Linked DNA regions of Sus scrofa: region 1 is linked to region 2. A link is a contact called in public HiChIP or PLAC-seq data. All regions are on one chromosome and are shown on one strand. Each heading gives the region's core, a stretch centred on a gene start, on an enhancer-like site or on the middle of the called end of the contact. The rest is flanking DNA. Distances are from core to core; before and after follow the strand shown.

What was found. HiChIP or PLAC-seq counts read pairs in DNA pulled down with a chosen protein or histone mark.
Region 1: a contact with region 2 is called in an H3K27ac HiChIP or PLAC-seq map of alveolar macrophages, with 4 times the contacts expected there. The contact joins two enhancer-like sites. A contact is called at or near these places in 1 of 47 Hi-C or Micro-C datasets (embryonic fibroblasts) and 2 of 2 datasets of contacts at active chromatin or transcription factors (alveolar macrophages and skeletal muscle).

What each region holds. Positions count from the first base shown.
Region 1 is chr9:86,655,992-86,659,920 of Sscrofa11.1, forward strand. The region is part of intron 4 of LOC110255481 (a long non-coding RNA gene); the gene reads right to left. Among named protein-coding and RNA genes, the nearest start is that of AHR, 150 kb to the left of the region's middle. Within about 2 kb of position 1,895, at least 13 of the 83 cell types and tissues checked have an H3K27ac peak or open chromatin away from gene starts, as enhancers often do. A contact at or near this core is called in alveolar macrophages, where this site is marked.
Region 2 is chr9:86,157,092-86,160,655 of Sscrofa11.1, forward strand. No RefSeq gene overlaps it. Among named protein-coding and RNA genes, the nearest start is that of AGR2, 110 kb to the left of the region's middle. Within about 2 kb of position 2,145, at least 4 of the 83 cell types and tissues checked have an H3K27ac peak or open chromatin away from gene starts, as enhancers often do. A contact at or near this core is called in alveolar macrophages, where this site is marked.

The DNA.
Region 1 (3,929 bases), core at 645-3,144, 500 kb after region 2:
TTATAAGGAAGGGATCACGGAAATGATGTTGGTTGGCCAAAAGAAGGAGAAGGCTGTGCGTGGCTTAATTGCAGTCTTGGTGTGTCTAATACACCTTATAAAGGGGTTGGGGAACAGATGTTGTTGCCCAATGAAAACAGAAAGAGATGGAATGGGAGCAATTTAGCTGTGACTTGAGAAAAATCTTCTTATAGAGTTAACGCATTTTTTTTTTTTTGTAAATAGCTATTGAGGAGCTAAAACTTCGGTCTTGCAACCAATATTTATTCAATTCTTCCTCTGTCTTAGATACTGTTTTAAGTGCTAGGGATTAATTAATAAATAATAATTCACATGTAGACATAGAAATATATATACTGAGTAGGATTTTCCCTTTGTCCCAGAATTGTCCTTGCCACAGACTTGGTGACCTGTGTCTACTAGAATGTAACAGAAGAGAGACAGCTGAGTGGGGAGGGCAGAAGTGGTGTGTTCCTGTGTTCCTTCATCTGTTGTACAAGAATGCACAAGTTTACTGAGGACATCATTGAAAATGCTTAGGTGGGAGGTCTTCAGCTGATATGCTACCAAAGACTGCTCTGGGAGTAAGGGGAGCCAGCAGCAAGATCCTGTAGGATGTACCACAGAAGGTGGGAGAGCACTGGGCTGCAAAGAATGCAGATGGATAGTCCAGCTCAGGAAATTACTCAGTCGGCAGGTTTCCCTTGTAGACCTACCTTCCTACCCAAGAACTGATTCAGCAGCCACCATGTAAATGCCTGCATCCCAGAGGCACCAACATCAGTCTTGGATTAGCCAGAGAAACAGTAGCAACCAGAAACAAAAATGGACACAGAGGCCAGTGATATTATGAATAAAATGTTTAAGCATTGCTTAAGATGAAGGAGTCATCTATTATCTATCAGTCAGAAAGATATTAATGCACACATCTCTAAGCTTCTTTCTAAGAAATGTTGTTCTTAAAGTTCTTCAAGATTTAGATCATTGTTCCTCCATCTGTGTCAGCTAGAAAAACTAAATGATAATTCACATAGTTGGCTTTAAGTGTATTTGTTGCATTCTAATGATTTGAAATTTGAAAATCAAACTACGTGATTTACTATTACTCAGAGTGTCTGAGTAAACAAAATACTGTTTTCTTTCACAACAGTTCTCATACTCTGGCAAACATGCACTTGGCTGTTGGCTTGAGTGGCTAATGTTGTTCAGTACCCCTGCTAATGCCAGAGGCTTGTATTTCCCCCTCAACTACAGTTTGGCTCAGAGCTAAGTCCTCTCTGGGCATTTCCCTGAGTTGGAGGGAGCCACTAAAACTAAAATGCTCTCTCACAGGGTGCATCTGCATCCAGCAGCTGACTGGCACAGAGTGGAAGACTTGGCCCTCTTTGGAGCCTCAATTCAAGATAGTCTGAAGGGCAATCAGCTCCAGAACTCCCCATGAGATTGCCTGAGGCCTTCGTTGCCCCTGAACGTCACCCCAGTTTCTCTGGCTCTCTGCTCTACCTGGCACTCTGACCCCCAGAGCACATTCCAAAAAGCCCCTTTCATGCAACTCTCTGTCTCAGAGTCTGTGTGCTGGGGAATTTGACCTAAGACAAATGACTATATTTAGGAAGTAAGCAACAAATTAGTGATCAATATAAGAGTAATAATTGTGGCTATTAAAAATTAATATTATATAAATTCTAAAATGTAAGCTCATTTCCATCTTTTACCTCAGTTCCATTAATGTAAGAATTAATTCTTTGATCTAAGTTAGGAGGGTAGCAGAGAAATCAATTTAACAAACAAATCTTCTTAAGCTCTCTATGACCAACTCCCAACTTGGGGAAAATTAAGTCCAGTGACTATTAGACTAAATACTATCACAAACTAGCAAATACAGGAAATGCCCCACCACCCCATCTCCTTCTTCTCTCCCAGTATTTCCTCATCTGTGTCTGTTAAGCAAGTGATGATTCATCAGAACCCAGAAGTGGAAAGGCATTGCTACTAACTTTCAAAAGACATAAAAACTATTCCTTCTATTACACAACAAGATAGAAATTCTTATTTATTTTGTTTAATTTGAAAAGCCTTTCTTTAGAGTATTTTGTCTACTTTATTATACAGCCAATGGATATTACTGAAAAATGTGATTCTGTTATAGTGTTCTGGCTTGTATAACTATAAAGAAGTTTTCTGAAATGGCATCCAGGCCTGCTTTCCCTTGTAAACATCACTGGTGAGGGAGCATTCTAAAGTGTGATTTGGAGCTGGCTGGATATATTTTTAGAAAACCTAATTGAGGAAGTTTTTAGGTTGGATTCCCCCTAAAAGCAGACCCTGAGACAATGATTTCAGTCCAAATGGTTTATTTGCGGAGTGAAGCCGTGGTAGGAGAGTGGGGAAGGAAGGAAACCAGCAGAGGACATATTAATGAACAGATAAGTACTCAATAAAAATGGAGCTCAATCCTCCTACAGAGAACACACTTCAAAGTTGTCCCACCTAAGATATAAAGAGGCTGGAGTATTTATCTACCAACTCCTGACTGGTTGATTAAGGGATGCTTACAGGGTGGTTCACTACCCAGATCTTCCAGCTTTCCCTATACACATATGGACCAAGCTTGCTGCTCCTGCCAGAGAAAGCTCTTAGGCAGAGAGTTGCATGCATTTACATTAAGAAACTGTCTTACTAGAAGGGCATTGAGGGAATAAGAGTGGGATATCAACAGCACCCGCTAAAGTTATGCAATACTTTGCCTGAAAGCCTTTGAAAATAAATAGGCCTCTGACAAGACTAAAATCTATCCCTTTTGGGAGATAATAGAAGTGATTGTTAGACTTAATTGTAATTCTAATACTCTAGGCATCTAGAAAAATTAAATGCTATTGATAAATAAAAGCAAGCTGAATATATTTTTGATAAAATTTCACAAATAATTTTATCAAAAATATATTCAACATTATTTATGAAAAGTGTGCTATGAAGAAGTAATACTGTTAAATATCCATACAACCCAAAACCGTCTCTAGATTCTATGCAATCCCTGTGAAAATTCCAATGACATTTTTATAGACATTAAAAAATAATCCTAGAGTTTATTTGAAAACACAAAAGATGTTGAATCACCAAAGCAATCTTGAGAAAGAAGAACAAAGAGGGTATCATACTTCCGGATGTCAAACTATACTTCAAAGCTACAGCAATTAAAATAGTATAGTATTGGTACAAAATTAGACACACAGAACAAGAATAGAGAACCCAGAAATAAATCCGTGCATATATATTCAACTAATATTTGACAAGAGAACCAAGATTACTCGCTGGAGAAAAGAGAGTCTCCTTAATAAATGGTGCTTGGAAAATTGGGCAGTCACAAGCAAAATAATGAAATTAGATCCTTATCTTTCACTACCCACAAAAATTAAATAAAAATGGATTAAATACTTAAACATAAGATGTAAAACCATAAACTTCCTAGAAGAAAACAGGAATTCTTAACACTGATCTTGGCAATGAGTTTTTAAATAAAACATTTATAGCACAAGCAACAAAAGCAAAAATAATGTGGGACTACATCAAACTGAAAGTCTTTTGCACAGAAAAATAATCAAAAAAATGAAGAAGCAACCCATGGAGTGGGAGAAAATATTTGCAAACCACATATCTGATAAGGGGTTAATATTCAAATTATATAAAGAACTCACACAACTAAATAGCAAAAAACAAATAACCTAATTTAAAAATGGGCAAAGGAGCTGATTAGTTTTTCTTCCAAAGATTATATTTAAATGGATAACAATACATGAAGAGGTGTGCAACATCACTGATCATCAAGGAAATGCAAATCAAAACCACAATGAGATATCACTTTTTATGTGTAAAATTAGCTACTGTCAGAAAGACAAGAAACAAGAAATGCCAGTGAGGATATGGGGAAA
Region 2 (3,564 bases), core at 895-3,394:
TTTTGTTGGCTATTATAGAAAATATAGAAAAAAGTTTAAAAGATAACAACAAAAATTTTAAAAAATTTTATTGGAATATAGTTGATTTCCAGTGTTGTATTAGTTTCAGGTGTACAGCAAAGTTCTCTGTATCATTTTATTGCATTTCACATATAAATGATATCATATGATTTTTGTCCTTCTCTGACTTCACTTAGTATGATAATATCTATGTCCACATCCATATTGCTGCAAATGGCATTGTTTCCTTCTTTTTAATTGCTGAGTAATATTCCACTGTATATATGTACCACATCTTCTTTATCCATTCCTCTATCAGTGGACATTTAGGTTGCTTCCACGTTATAAATAGTGCTGCAATGAACACTGGGTCCATGTATATTTTAAAATTATGGTTTTCTCTGGATATATGTCCAGGAATGGAATTGGTAGGTCATATGTTATTTCTATATTTAGTTTTTAAAGGAAACTCCATGGGAGTTTCCATGGTCTTGCTCAGTGGGTTAAAGGATCTGGCATTGCTGCAAGTTGCAACATCAGTTGCAGATACAGCTTGGATCTGGCATTTCTGTGGCTGTGGGGTAGCCTGGTACCTATAGCTCCAATTCAACCCCTAGCCCGAGAACTTACATATACTGCAGGTGCAGCCCTTAAAACAAACAAACAAAAATTGGAAACTCCATACTGTTTTCCATAGTGGTTGCACAAATTTACATTCCCACCAACAGTGTAGGAGAGTTCTCTTTTGTCTGCATTCTCTCTAGCATTTATTGTTTGTAGATGTTTTGATGATGGCCATTCTTACTGGTGTGAGGTGATACCTCATTGTAGTTTTGGTTTGCACTTCTCTTAATAATTAATGGTGTTGAGCATCTCTTCAAATGTTTTTTGGCCATCCATATGTCTTTGAGAACTGTCTGTTTAGATCTTCTATTTTTCCATTGGACTTTTAAATTTTTGATATAAAGCTGCAAGAAATGTTTGTATATTTTGTAGATCAATCACTTTTCAGTCACTTTGTTTGCAAAGATTTTTGTCCCATTCTGTGAGGTTTCTTTTTTCCTTTTTTTGTGGTTTCCTTTGCTGGGCAAAAGCTTTTAAGTTTAATTAGATTCCATTTGTTTATTTTTGCTTTATTTTTGTTACTACAGAAGGTGGATCAAAAAAGATATTGCTGCAATTTATATCAAAGAGTATTCTGCCTATGCTTTCCTCTAGGAGGTTTATAGTATCCAGCTTTAGATTTAGGTCTTTAATCCATTGTCAGTTTATTTTTGTGTACGGTGTTAGAGAGTGTTCTAATTTCATTCTTTTACATGTAGCTGTACAGTTTTCTCAGCACCACTTATTGAAAAGGCTATCCTTTACATAAAATTTTACATTTAAAATAGTAATCAGGAGTTCCCATCACGGCTCAGTGGTTAACGAATCCGACTAGGAACCATGAGGTTGCGGGTTCGATCCCTGGCCTTGCTCAGTGGGTTAACGATCTGGCTTTGCCGTGAGCTGTGGTGTAGGTTGCAGACACGGCTCGGATCCTGCATTCTCTGGCTCTGGCATAGGCCAGTGGCTACAGCTCCGATTGGACCCCTAGCCTGGGAACCTCCATATGCCTCAGAAACGGCCCACGAAATGGCAAAAAGACAGAAAAAAAAAGCAATCATTATTTTACTATCTAGGTGCAAAAAAGCCATATTGTTACCTTTTTTGGTGTCTTAATTCTCAAATTTTATTTATTTCTAAATAAACTTACATATATGGCAAGATTTTCTATTGTTATTTTCTATTTTATTCTCTGCCACAGGAATCTGTAAGAAATAAAAAGAACTATTACTTTTGCATCTCATGAAAGTAGCTGAATTTTGTGCTCCAAATTATTTAGGACTTTTGTGTTGACCCAAAAGCAAAAGGTGCCAAATACTCAGAAAATAATCTCCATTTATGTTTTTACGTTTGAAAAAACCTAGGTTGAGAAAGGCAGCAGGCCACTCTTTAGAGAAAAAAAATGTTCCATGTAGTTTTTGATGATACTTAGAATTTTTTTTCTTTTTCTTCTTTTTCTGTGGGAGGTTATGAGTCATAGGGCAGATCCTTAAGGATAGTGAGGTTGCCAATGAAGTCAGGAGGTTTTCAAGAGCTGTGGTCTTGGGAGGGCAGTGGAGAATTCTTAGGTGACAGATAGCAAGGAAGTTGTAGGTCTATAAATCTTCCAGGAGTGACCACAAGACCCTGGGCAGTGAGTATGTCCCAGTGTCTAGTATGGATTGAAGTTAGAGAGAGGCCTGTCCCCCAGTGTCCTAAATTGTGTTAAGCATTTGAGATTCTTCCAAAACACTGAGGAGCAGGAGGTCCTCTCCCCAACCACATATGACTTATATTTCTTCAGAACCAGGTAGATGAATCTTGGGACTAATTTACTTGATTTAGAAAGACAAAGATGACCACAAGAGCCTTCCTGTTCCTCTCAGCCCAACTAAACTTGGACAGATTTCATCCAGACTGTAGGACCTGACTTCCCTTTTCTTAGAGTATTTACATTAGAAAACTCACCACTGTAAATTCTTCCTCTTTCTGGTTGAGAAGTAAATTTTCTACAATCCAGGAATGTCTTCCTCAAGGACCTGGGAGCCATCTCTTTGAAATTTGATCATTAGAAAACATTGGGCCCTCTCCTTAGTCTCTGTGTGACGGTAGGGGTCTGACTTCAAGAAGCACCAACTAGCAAATACATGGCTAATCCCAGTGCCCACCCTCCCTTCTCTAGCTCAGCTCAGAGCTTAAAAACTTTCCTGCTTTTTGTTTCAGTGAAGCTGAATTAATTTGTCTTCTCTTTCAAGTCTTGGCGCCTATTGCAATAATTGTGCATAAAAGTCTTTCTTACCATTTTTAACAAGTATTTCTCTTTAACAAAGAAAGGCTATGTTGCTTGCAGCAGATTATTAAAGAATACAATCTCTGTTCCTCCCTCCCTCCCTCTTTCTTCTTTTCTTCCTTCCTCCTTCTCTTTCTTCCCTTCTTTCCTTCCTCCCTCCCTCCATTTCTCCCTCTCTCCCTCCCTCCCTTTCCTCCATCACTCCCTCTGGATAATTTACTGAAATATTCATTCTGGGCCTGTTTTCTGCTGAAGGAGAAATTATATTACCCCGTTTATTCTGTCTGGAGGAACAATCAGGCTTCTGTTGCAGGCTTCCCTTGCCTGAGGTGAATTAACTATCTTCGACTTTTCAATTATGGGAAAAAGAATTGTACTCCCACAGCATTTTTCTTGCTATTTATTTATTCATTCATTCATTCATTCAGTGAGATCCAAATAAGAAGGCACTGGAAGAGTATTTATTATTGAGAAATATCAAACATCAGTAGGAGTCTAATCTTCATGTGATAGTCTAATCTTCATGTGAATATTAGAAGCGAAAAAATTCTGCATCACAAACGGACACATTTATCTAAGTAAACTTGTCATGTTCCAACCTTTCTGAGGCTTGGTTTTTTTAATTTATAAAATCACATTGTATATTTACATATACAAAATGATATATATAGAGAGATATAGATATATATGTA